Regions from separate parts of the Sus scrofa genome. Here region 2 is linked to region 1. A link is a contact called in public targeted proximity ligation data. All regions are on one chromosome and are shown on one strand. The core of a region is the stretch at or near the end of the contact, and the rest is flanking DNA. Distances in the headings are between cores, read along the strand shown. Region 1 holds the start of IL21R (interleukin-21 receptor). Region 2 holds the start of KDM8 (lysine-specific demethylase 8).

Evidence for each region.
Region 2: a contact with region 1 is called in a targeted proximity ligation map of skeletal muscle. A contact is called at or near these places in 2 of 2 datasets of targeted methods (alveolar macrophages and skeletal muscle).

Annotation. Positions count from the first base shown.
Region 1 is chr3:19,484,992-19,491,621 of Sscrofa11.1, forward strand. It overlaps IL21R (interleukin-21 receptor), which reads right to left and starts at 4,210. Exons shown (of 9, transcript XM_021086442.1): 1 at 3,661-4,210.
Region 2 is chr3:19,673,509-19,679,624 of Sscrofa11.1, forward strand. KDM8 (lysine-specific demethylase 8) reads right to left here and starts at 2,699. Exons shown (of 10, transcript XM_021086445.1): 1 at 2,513-2,699.

The DNA of each region.
Region 1 (6,630 bases), core at 2,960-5,459:
GGGATTTCAGCTTAGTCAGTGGGAGCTGAACATGAGGGGAGAGACCTCCCCAGCCTGTGCCACCTCTGAGCCTGTGAACCCTCTTAGTCCATCTCTTGCTCCCAGCTGCGCCACGAATCCCTGTCCACACAGCCTCTCCTCACCTGAACAGCCTCTCCCTGCTGGAACCTCTCCAGAGCCCATGTACCCTCTCCCAGCTGAGGGAGATTGTCCCACCCGCAGCAAATTCTCCCTGCCTGTGCAATCTCTGGTTGCCCTCCACCATGCTGGGCAACCTCACCCAGACCGTGCAACCTCCACTCTCAGCTCCTGCAGCCACACCTCACCACAGCCCCATCTCCCCCAGCCCAGCAGGAGCTGGTTGTAAGGCAGAAGCAAAAAAAAAAAAAAAAGATGCTTTGAGCCATGACTGCTTGAGGTCACGAGATGGGGGGTGGGGGTGGGGGCTGGCAATCTGCCCTTTATCCCCCCCTTGCCTCAGAAGCCCCTGCCAGCCTGCCCTGGCCCCAGCTTAGGTACATAGAGTGTTACGCACTCATACTAGAGAAAGTTTGCCGACTCTCATCCCAGGTTACAATGTCAAGCCCTTTTGCTGCAGATGAGGAAATAGAAGCCCAGAGAGGCTCAGAGCCTTGCCCGTGGTCACACAGCGAGGAGGAGCAGGGCGGGGGTGGGGGTGGGGGCTGAGCAGGAAGCCAGGCTGCTGCATTTGCCCCACTTCCCTGGGGACAATTTGAGTAGCTGGCTCCTTCCTGGGGACTGTGAGGACCAGCCGTCCGGGGCCCTTCTGCAGGTGTCCAGGCCATTTGGGGGCCCTCAGAGGGGCCTCTGCCCACACCCCGGGGAATATTCTCAGGTTGTTTCACAAGTTCCAAGTTTACTCAGAGCTCTCATTTGAGCTGTCATTAAAAAGTCCCTTTGGCCGGTCGCCAGAGCAAGGAGTGGGGGCGGTGGCACCTGTGAGCCATGAGGTGGGGGTGGGGCTCCCCTTCCTCCGCCCCCCACCCCTCAGAGATGGGGTGCAGCAGAGAGCAGGAAGAAGCGTGTGAGGAAGGGGCTATGATGGTGGGAGAAGACCCCCCCAAGGAAGTGTCTGTTCCTCTTTCTTCATAGCTTTGCTCAAAAATGACCCCCTGGGTGGCCCTAGAAAACCCCCACCTCTCTCGGAGCCTCAGTTTCCCCATCTGAGAAAGGGGGAAGTAGTACCATCATAAGAATTACCATTTATGGAGGGCTGAGTGTATGCCAGAAGCTACACCAGCTATTTGGGGTAATAACGAAACGATTTTTATCAATGATATTTAAAGGAAAACATACTAGCTACTCTTTCTCGGAGCCACAGCTAAGCTATTTCCCCCTTATAACTTCACCGGCTCTGTCCGTGCACCACCAAATCCCCAGGACCTAGGACAGTGCTCAATAAATGCACATCTATAAAACCTCACAGCAAACCGAGATAGGCGTTCTTACTTCCAGATAAACAGATTCTGACCCTGAAGGTTCAGAGAGGTTAGGTGACTTACTCCAGGTCACACAGGTACCAAATGATGGAGCTGGTATTCAAATCCAGGTCTGGCTATTGCCAAAGCCCCAAATCACAATCACTAATGTGTTGGTGACCCAGATCCAGTGCCCCCCGCCTGACTACGGAGACCTCCCAGCCGTGGGGAGAAGCCAGAGCCATCAACCTGGCCTGGCAGTTCTGAAGGCTCCAGCTCCCTGGCTGGGAAGAAGGCTGCCCTTCCTTCCTTCCTTCTTTTCTTTCGTTCATTTATTTATCAGGCACCTGGGTGGTCTTGATGCTGAGGAGAAGCTGGTCCCTACCAAAGCTTCTGGGGACCTGCTTTCCTCGTTTCATCTTCTCTTCAACTGGTCCCCTCCTCCAACAAGTCCTCTTCTTCCATCCACAAGCCTCTTTGGGCTCCAACCCCCTTCTCTTCCTTGCTGGGCAGGTGGGAGCCTGCAGTACCTGGGTACATCCTTCCTCTTGCTCTCCTCTCCAGGCTACCTCCCAACATAAAGGCTCTTAGTTTCTTCCACTGCAGGGTTGTAAGGATCCAGACTCCCTGCCAGGTGTGGGGCGGGCAGGACCAGGTCTTCTGCTGAACCCACCATGGGAAACGGGTGATCGGCGCTCCCCCTCTGGGGTCTGCCCGGCCCCTTTGGTCCAACTTCCCCTCTCAGAAGATGCCCCTGGGCTATGACTCTTGCTTTTGTGTTATCCTGTCCAATAGGTTGTCACCTTGGGGATTCCAAACCCAGCTCTGCATGTTACAGTCACAGCCAACCTGGGACAAGCTTCTTCCCGCCGTGCATCAGTCTCCTCATCTGTGAAATGGGCTGAATGAAGCCACCAGCCTCACCTGGTGTTGTGAGGGTGATGGGAGAGCTTCACGTGCCTGTCACGTGCTGAGCGCTGGTGCTGGGAGGATCAGAACCCAGGGGGCTGAGGGAGGCAGAACCACAGGTTTCCGAGTGCGTTCCAGTACCTTCCACCACTCTTGGAAACTGGCCTCCCTCCTCCACGGGCTCTGAGCTCCCCAGGATGCAAATTCCCTTCCTAGGCAGGCCCCCTGCCAACAGCTTTTATATTTTCATGTCCTCGAATCTTCACAACCAGAATGGAACTGCCATTCTCCCCCTTTCACAGATGAGAAAACTGAGGCGCCATGAGGCTAGAAGAAGCAGAGAAACTTGCCCAAGTTCACCCAGCCGCATGGCTGGACTTTGAAGCCACCAGGCTTTCCCCAGTCTATCATGTGCTTGTAAAACCCCTACACTTTCCCCCAGGGGAATGCAGATGCCCTTTAAGGAGCAGCCCCTGACTTTAATGCCCCCTTGCCTGGGTCCTCTGCATCCTAAATTCCCCTCCTGGCACCCCTTCCTCTGCCAGGAGTGTGTCTGTTTCTTCCCTGCCCCCTCCCCCTGCCATTTTTCACAAGTCAAAATTCAACCCATCCTTCAAGGCTCAGCCTCCCTAGGTCGTCTCCTTCCTCCCCTCTCCTCCACACACACTGAACCCCTTTTGCCCCTCACCCTCGGCCCATCCCCTTGTGTTTTCATGAGAAAGGTGAGGCGACAGCATCGGGGGTTGGGGGGGCAGGACCAGCCTCAATGTCACCTGCCCACCCTGCGACGCACTGGTTGAGTCACTTTGGGAAAATCACTCTACCTCTCAGAGTCTCCGTTTTTAATCTGTGAAATGGGCACATCAATCCATCGTAAAGGATTTAAACAACACAGAGGAGATAAAAACACAGAGCCTGGCACAAAGTCCATGCCAAACCTCTCTCAAACTGACCCCAGTCAAGGTCATGCCCACCCCCCTCCACCTCCCCAGGGCTCAGCTGCCCAGAACCACGGAGACTGTCACATCATGTTCGGTCTGGAACCAGCCTTCCCTCCCCAGCCCCTGCCTTTGGGAGGCAGGTTTTCATAAGCTCAGGGGGCCATCTCAGCCATGCCTTGCCTTCATGTCCCTGGGGCCACCTGCAGACCCACAAAAGGCATTCCAGTCGTCCTGAGCTAGGCTGAACAGGAGACTCCAGCCCAACTCTGCTGACCTCGTTGTCCCCTGCTGTGATGAGGGCACGGACCCCCTCCGGTCCTCCTGGGCAGAGAGGGTGCCCCCCGGCCACGAGGTGGCTGGAAATGAGTTACCTGTAGTTCCACTTCTTCCTCAGAAATCCATTCTCTGTGTTCCAGGCGATCCAGGGGGCTCCCAGGCGACCCCGCGTGGGAACGGGAAATGGGGTGCTGGGAGGACAAGCAGGGGTCTGGAGTGGGAAGCCACAGCCTGCCCCGAGGCACTAACCCCGACCGCACACGACCGGTCAACCAGACAGCCGGCAGCTGGGCTCCGGGCAGGCGGGCCACGCAGAGGCAACCATCCGTCACATCCCAGCGAGGTCACCCCGGGACAGAAGACAGCGATTGTGGGGCAGGGACCGATCCGCGGCTCCGGGGATGGACAGACAGCAGCCAAGGGCTGGTCAGGCCGGCAGACAGAGGAGCAGACAGGCAGATAGACAGCTGTCTGGCTGTCAGTCACTCAGCGAGAAGCAGGCAGACAGTCTGTCCCCGAGCCCCCGGGTCACTCCGCGGGGAGACGGCTGTGGGTCTGCCAGAGGCGGCGCCTGCCATCCCAGCCCCACGACGTGCGCAGGGCGGGGAGCTAGAGGAGGAGGATGTGGTGAGCGGCTCCCCGCAGGCCCCGCCCACAGAGCGGCCGGCTCCTCCCCGCCCCCCCGGAGTGAGAAAGAGGTGGGAGGGGGCACGGCCCCAGGGCAAAGCCCGCGGCTCGCCAAAAAGGTCGTCTGCTTGAAATCTATCTGGTGCTACCCGGGTGACGTCTGCCTCCTGTGGACGGGTGACATCACCCCTACAGGCCCTGCAGCCTTGACCTTTAAGCCAGCAGGGCGGCCGTGAGCCACCGCAGGGCACAGATGTGGAAACTGAGGCTCCAAGGGTGCAGAGGTGGCCTAACCAGACTCCAGAGGCCGCGGGGGTCCTGAGAGCCCAACTCGCAGCTCAGAGCCCTGCCCCAGGGTCCTTTGGAGAGGCGGTGGCCCTCTCCCCTCCACAGCCCCTCTGCTGGATGTTGCCAACTGGCCCGCTTCTCGCCTGCAGGCTGCGTGCCTGGTCCCGCCGGGGTCTGCAACTGGGAACCCCTCCCAGACTCCCTGGCCCTGTTTCCTTAGAATCCGGCTTCCTGCTGCCATGCTCTGTGGCCCTGAGAAGACAATTCCTTGGGCGTGTCGCATGACCCTCTAATGCCTCCTTTTGCCCCTATGACAGATGGGAACACCTGGCCATCAACACATGGGAACTCAGGAAGAAAATGGAGAAAAGAAATCCACGAGGGTAACTTCGTCCAGCTAACGAGCCAAGGGCCCATGAGAGGATCAGACGTCTCCAGCAAATGTTTAAGAGACTTGGGGACAAAATTCAACAAGTTCACACCCAGCAGCCTCCAAAGACAAGCAGGAGAGCCGTGCCACCACAAACACCACCATCACTGTCTTGCCTAGGTGATCTCATTTGTTGCACAAACCCCCTGAGGCAAAGAAGAGGATTCCTAGTTTCCACTGGAAGAAACCAAGGCTCAGGAGGGCTATTGAGGACATGTCACACTAGTGAAGAAGTGTCATAGCTGGAATTTGAACCCCGGTGGAATCTGATTACTCAGCCTGCCCCTGACGATGGAAACGGGCCCAAATGTTGCACCCTTGATGTGTTACCAGGGTAGATACGGGCCGTTTGGTGCTGTTTGGATGGCACAGGTCCACTCAAACACCCGAAACATCTTCCCCCCCCCAATTCATTTTTGGGAAATAGTTTGCAGCTAAGCCACACGATCGCGCCAAGAGAAAAAAGAGAAAGCATTTTGTTATTTATTTCTTCTATCATTTTTTTTTCCCTCTTTTGCTAGTTGTTTTTGAGGACCTGAGTACAAATTCCCCTGCGGCCGATTTGAAGGGTGTTTGACTCTTCCTCAAGACTGAAATATCTCCTGTTCTCTGGAGCCTAAATCTTGGGAGAAAGCCAGCTTTTCTCCCTCTCTCTCTCTCTTTTTTTTTTTATGGATGTCACACATGCAAACCATGTTCTGTGTGTATGCTTCTTTATTTATTTATTTTTATTTCAAATGACTTTTTTTTTTTCCCGTTATAGCTGGTTTACAGTGTTCTTTCAACTTTCTAGTACACAGCAAGGGGACCCAGTCACCCATAAATATATACATTCTTTTTTCTCCCATTATCAGGCTCCATCATAAGTGACTACAGCCTTTCTCTTCATCTCCAGGGTGAATTTTCTGAGATGTGGTCAAAAGATCAGAAGAAGGAATTAGTGAAAAAACTGAGCTAAAATGTGTGTTTGGGGGGTGCTGACTCTGTGCCAGAATTTTAAGGACTCGAAAAATGCATCAGCTCACGTTAGCCTCAGGATAGCTCAAAGAACGCTGCTTGGCCCATCATCACTTTCATCTTGATTTTACAGAAAGGAAAACAGAGGCTCAGAGAGGTTCAGTGCCTTGTCCAAGGTCACACAGTTGGGGAGTGGCAGAGTTGGGATTTGAACTTCGGTCGTTCAGGCTCCTGAGTTTACTTTTTTTTTTTTTTTTTAGAGCTGCACTTGCGGCATAGGGAGCTTCCCAGGCTAGGGGTCTAATCAGAGCTGCAGCCGCCAGCCTACACCAGAGCCATGGCAACGCCAGATCCAAGCTGTGTTTGCGACCTACACCACAGCTCACAGCAACACCGGATCCTTCACCCACAGAGCGAGGCCAGGGATCGAACCCGAAACCTCATGGTTCCTAGTCGGATTTGTTTCTGCTGAGCCACGATGGGAACTCCTGAGTTGACATTCTTGATCACCTGCTATACCGCTTCTACATGTATGTTAACCCAAGGATGTGCAGTCCCTCCTCCCCTCAGCTGCCTGCCTTCCTCCCTCCCCTTCTTCTCTCTGCTCACCCACTCAACCACGTGCCCATTCATCGGTCCTTCTATCCACCCACCCCCTCCAGTCATCCATTCTCTCCTTCCTGCCTTCTACCCACCAGCACTGAACATGCCCTTGGCTCTGGCCTGGGGATACCTCATGGAAATACAGACAAGCAATAGCCTT
Region 2 (6,116 bases), core at 1,449-3,948, 190 kb after region 1:
TGGGCTGGCCTTTAAACTGGCCTCCCAGAGCACCACATAAAAGGGAAAAGCAGGTGGCATACACAGCCCTCTGGTGGTCAGGTAAAGGCGGATTAATTATAGAATTTATCATACAAACCAAATGCTACACATCGGCCCTTTATTTACTTAGCTTGTAAAGCATACATTTATTTTTCTTTTTTAAAATAAAAATTTTTTTTGTCTTTTTGCCATTTCTTGGGCCGCTCCCGCGGCATATGGAGGTTCCCAGGCTAGGGGTTGAATTGGAGCTGTAGCCGCCAGCCTACACCACAGCCACAGCAACACGGGATCTGAGCTGCGTCTGCGACCTACACCACAGCTCACGGCAATGCCGGATCCTTAACCCACGGAGCGAGGCCAGGGATCAAACCCGCATGGTTCCTAGTCGGATTAGTTAACCACTGAGGCACGATGGGAACTCCTCTTTTGTAGAAATTTTTTATTCTCATCATTTTCCCCAATGTTTTCCACTGGAACCTTGATTTCTGCATGTAGGAATATCATCTTAATGCAAGTTGAATACTAGAAGTCCATATAGTTTTCAGGATACTGTGTCTGTAATATTTACCATTTATAATTGGGCAAGTCATAAATGAGAATTATTCCTGGCGAACTGAGACCCATGGTCCCCCTAATCACAGACCATAAGATAAAGCCTGAGTGGCCTTGTATCCCCACTTTGAAGTTGGTTTTTTAGGGCTCGACAAGTGTTGGCCTTAAGAGACTTCTTGTTGGTTATAGAAGGATTTTTTCTTTTTTTCTTTTTTAAATGGGGTGAGGGCAGAGGTGTCAGGTATAGAAACGGCCTGACTGGTCTTGTGTCTGCGCTTTGCAAGCTGTCCTTCAAGAGGGCCACGTGTATTGGCCCCATGACATGGGACAGTTTTCATAGGAAGGTGAGGTACAGGTGCATAAAACTGCTCTTCTCAGTGAGTTATCTTGGCTTCTGACATAAACGCCTGTTTGCTGGCATATGAAATAATTTTCTTGAAAAGGGGATCAGACAAAGGTTGTTTTGACTTTATAAATCAGCCTAAGGTGAACTTCACAACAGGTTTCTTGTTAGTCATGTCAAAATACAAAGGAGCCATGTATACACTGTATAGAGCAGCCCGCTTGGGTCCTGGCTTCATAAATTCCACATCCAGATTGAGCTATACAAACTGGCTTTAGTTGGCTGTTAGTCAACAGCCCAAGTGGCTTCCTGTCGGTTATAAAATAAAGCCTAGAAGTTCCCGTCATGGCGTAGTGGTTAACGAATCTGACTAGGAACCATGAGGATGCAAGTTCGATCCCTGGCCTCGCTCCGTGGGTTAAGGATCCGGCGTTGCCGTGCGCTGTGGGGTAGGCTGCAGAAGCAGCTGGGATCCCGTGTTGCTGTGGGCTCTGGCGAAGGCCAGCGGCTATAGCTCTGATTCGACCCCTAGCCTGGGAACCTCCATATGCCGCAGGAGCGGCCCTATAAAAGGCAAAAAGACAAATAAGTAAATAAATAAATAAAATAAAGCCTAGAAAGCCCCACCACAGTCATCCCATATTCCTCCTAAATTGTCTTTAAAACTAAAGCGCCTTCCATAATACATCAGCCTCTATCTGACTTTAAGGAAACAGGCTGCCCAGTTTTGTAAAGTGCAGACAGGCTTGGGCTCAGGCCATCGATGTGGCCCCAACACCGGCTCACCTCCTGTCCCTGGACTTGCTCTAACCCTGCTGAGCACGGTAACTTATCTTTACTGGATTCCCTGGGGCACAACGCGATACTGATGCTCAGAGTTAATCTCTATCAAGTTAGACACCACTTTCCTCCAGAAGGCAAAGGCCTCACCGAATTCCCCAGGGCCAACGGGTTGGGCGAGCTCTACGTATCCCCACCGACCCTCCACCGCGAGGTTCCACATCCTTTCCCTCCCTGGCGCCTCTCCCCGCGGCTTCACTTTGCGGTCCACGTTCGAGGCCCGATGGCTCAAGAGTGTTCAGTGGGCTGAGCTCCAGACCAATGGTAAACGGCTACTAACCAGGGAGAAACACACACCGGTATGCGTTGGTACCACACACCAGTACCAACAGCGGTATCAACACCAGGTAAAAATAGCAGAAGCGGCGCAATTAACGCGGCACCAAGAACTGCGCAGGCGCACAACAGTCTGGCCTCAGGCGTGCGCAAAACGAAATGACTGGCGAAAGAAGAGCACCACGCACGCGCGGAGCCTTTCTTCCCGTCCCCGGCAGCGCTGGAGAATTAGAGAACCGCTAAACTGCGTTCTCAGGACGCATGCGCTGCCTCTATCCTTCCCTCCTCAACAGCCCCCCCACCCCGCTCAGTTTCGCGGCTTTGAAGGGCCGCCCCGGGCTTTCCAAAGCGCAAGCGCGAGACTGTTCTTTCCTCCTTCGCTTCTTCACATGACGCCTGCGCCGTCCTCCCCTCCCAACCCTTCCCCTCAGCTTCTAAGAAGTCAGAGCTGCCCGCCCTTCTCGAGTTGCTCAACCTCACCTGTCTCGAGTTTGAATGGTGTCCAGTTGCCCCGGGGCCGGCGGCTTGTCCTTTCGGGCCGAATACTCTGGCTCTCGCCGTGTAAGAAGCTTGCCCCAGGAATATCGATCACTCCCAGCTCGATTGATCACCAAGGAGTGCCTAGAGGAGAGCCGAGCGATCGATGCCCCCGCCCCTCCCCGTTTAAAAGGCCGGAGGGCGGGGCAACAGCTTAGGGTTGGGCTCTTCCCTTCCTTGGTTTCACTTTCCCTGTGGTTAACACCTGTGATTTCCTCTGCAACAACTACGATTACTTTGTGTGCATAGTAACTTCATATCCACCGTTTTGTCTAGAATCATACAACTAGGATTATTCTCTTCGTTTTACAAAGAGGTATGCCGAGGTTCAGTGAAATAAAGTGACCAGCCAAATGCTTGTGCTTTGGGGAAGTCGCAGATCCTGAATTTGAACCTCCGAAGTGCTGCATCCGTGGCCTGTGAGAGTGAGGAGGACCAAGGTTTCAGTACGAGTGGCGGGGGTGTGTGTGTGTGAGAGTGTCGGGATCTTCACTTCTCCCCCTGCTGCCTTGATGCTGAGTGGTGTGGGCGTCCCTGGGGGTTTCGGTTTTAAGCATGTTTCCCAATGGACCAGGCTTTTTGAAGCATTGATCAGAGTCAACCGGAAGTTCTGCATATACTGATTTTGGCACCTGAGTAGAAAGGAGAAGAAAATTCATTTACTGGTGTTAAAGAAAATATTATTATTATTATGTCTTTTTGTATTTTCTTGAGCCACTCCCGCGGCACATGGAGGTTCCCAGGCTAGGGATCTAATCGGAGCTATAGCCACCTGCCTCCGCCAGAGCCACAGCAACGCGGGATCCGAGCAGCGTCTGAGACCTACCCCACAGCTCAAGGCAACGCCGGATCCTAAACCCATGGAGCAAGGCCAGGGATCAAACCAGCAACCTCATGGTTCCTAGTTGGATTCATTAACCACTGCGCCACAACGGGAACTCCAAAGAAAATATTATTTGTGACATTCGTTAAGATAAGGCAGGCTTTATTTAGGGGAATGGCTGTAATGGGAAGGGTGGGCATTGATTGCAGTAGGGGAGAGGAGTTGGGGCACAGCTCTGAATACAGCAGGGACAAGAGATTTGTACCTGAACTTGAGCAGGGCCCTGTGGGGCTCCTGGGCACAAGCCTTTCTGTGTGCCCCATTTCTTGTTTTTAGGGGATAAGCTTCAGCCTCCGTGGCCTTCCCTGAATCCCAAAGGGCAGGTTCAAACAGTTGTAATGGGGAGGGGAAGGGATTCAGAGACAAGGAGCTGTCTAAGAAAGAACAGTGCAGCCTTGGGTAGGGTCCTGGTTCCTCTTCAAGAAGTATACATAACAGGGAGTCCTTTCCTGACTCAGTGGTTAACAAACCCGGCTAGGATCCATGAGGATTCGGATTCGATTCCTGGCCTTGCTCAGTGGGTTAAGGATCCAGCGTTGCCATGAGCTGTGGTGTGGGTTGCAGACACTGCTTAGATCCCTCATTGCTGTGGTGTAGGCTGGGGGCTACAGCTCCAATTTGACCGCTAGCCTGGGAACTTCTACATGCCGTGGGTACAGCTGTAAAAAAGGCAGAAAAAAAAAAAGAAAGAAATATATATAACAATATCTTATGCAGAACTAAACTCCCAAAAAGTGAAAACAAGAGAGGAAGCCCATGAGTTGTCCCCACCCCCACACACCCCTACCGCCCACTTGGTTGTGCAGCAGAAAGGAATCTGACTAGGAACCACGAGGTTTTGGGTTCAATCCCTGGCCTTGCTCAGTGGGTTAAGGATCTGGCATTGCCATGAGCTGTGGTGTGGGTCACAGACACAGCTCAGATCCCATGTTGCTGTGGCTGTGGTGTAGGCCGGTGGCTATAGCTCCGATTGGACCCCTAGCCTGGGAACCTCCGGGTGCCACTGGTGCAGCCCTAAAAAGACAAAAGACAAAAAAAAAAAAAAAAAAAAGGACGCCCATCAAAACTAGTCCCACTAAACATCAACTTTGAAGTTGCACCTACCCTGATCTCTATCTGTGGCCCTGTTTTCTACTCCCAAACTATAAAACTACTTCCTCTTCTCTCCCAATGCAGTCTTTAGGGCATTAGCCTGCTGTGGCCTACTTTGCCTGGCAAAGCAATATATAGTTTTAGCTATTTTTTTTCTCCTTCACCCAAAAACCTGTCTCCATGTTTCTTTTTTATTTCTCTCTCCCTTTTTTTTTTTTTTTTTTTGGTCTATTTAGAGCCACACCCACTGCACATGGAGCTTCCCAGGCTAGGGGTCCAATCGGAGCTCTAGCTGCCAGCCTACGCCACAGCCACATCAACACAGGATCTGAGCCATGTCTGCAACCTACACCACAGCTCACGGCAACGCCAGATCCTTAACCCACTGAGTGAGGCCAGGGATGGAACCCACGTCCTCATTGTCCGATCCTAGTCGGGTCTGTTAATCACTGAGCCACGACAGGAATTCCAAATCTCCATGTTTCTATTCAGCACCACTGGACAAAGGCTGAATTTTGGCACCATAATCACGGAGCAGGGTCTGGGTCAGTGGATGGAAAATTATTAAGAGGCAGCATCAGCAGCAAGGGGAATTCTGGTCCAGCAAACCTCACGGGATTTTTTTTTTTTTTTTTTTCAGAAGGCAGGCCGGGGTGATGAGCTATCAGGGGTGTAGGATAAGGAATTTGATAGAGAGGAGAAGGGGGTCCCTCCTGACCCAGCAGAATTTTTGCTAAAACTAGACTAAACAGACCAAAGACACAACCCAAGGGCAAAGTCTAGAGAGAGAGTCTGGGAGTTCCCACTGTGGCTCAGTGGATAATGAACCCGACTAGGAACCATGAGGTTGCAGGTTCTATCCCTGGCTTCCCTCAGTGGGTTAAGGATCCGACCTGTGGTGTAGGTGGCAGACTTGGCTCAGATCCGGTGTGGCTGTGGCTGTGGTGTAGGCAGCGACAGCTCTGATTGGACCTCTAGCCTGGGAACCTCCATATGCCTCGGGTGCAGCCCTAGAAAAGACCAAAAAAAAAAAAAAAAAAGAGAGAGAGAGAGAATCTGTCACTGGTTACAAGGGATGTGCCAGGCATTGTCTGGGCGCCTTAGACTCCTCAAAATTATGTAATTTTCACAACAACTCCGTGAGGCAGAGATTGCTGTGGTTTATTAACGGACAAGGAGACCGAAGCTTGCTCAAGGACAGTTCAAAAATCATGGATATTGGCTCCCGTGTTAGCACCAAAGAAAATGAGGCAGGGTAATAACTCAGGGAGTCCATGTAGGAGCAGGGGCTTCAATGCATTCTTTGTTAGAGTCACCGATGTACATTTGTGGCTTAAGGCCTCCAGGGAGTAATATCCCCACAGGCCTTGTTTACTGTAGGGAGGGTACCTATGCCCAGATGGACTTGAATCCCCATCCCCCTGTGACTCAGTCTACAGGAAGAGAAGGGCAAAGAAACCATGAGACTCATGGGACATTTCCACCCCCAAGACCCCTATTGGACAAGGACTGATACAGGTAACTGGCCAAGGCCAATGGGAGAAAACCACATCTTTCTGGACCCCACGTTGG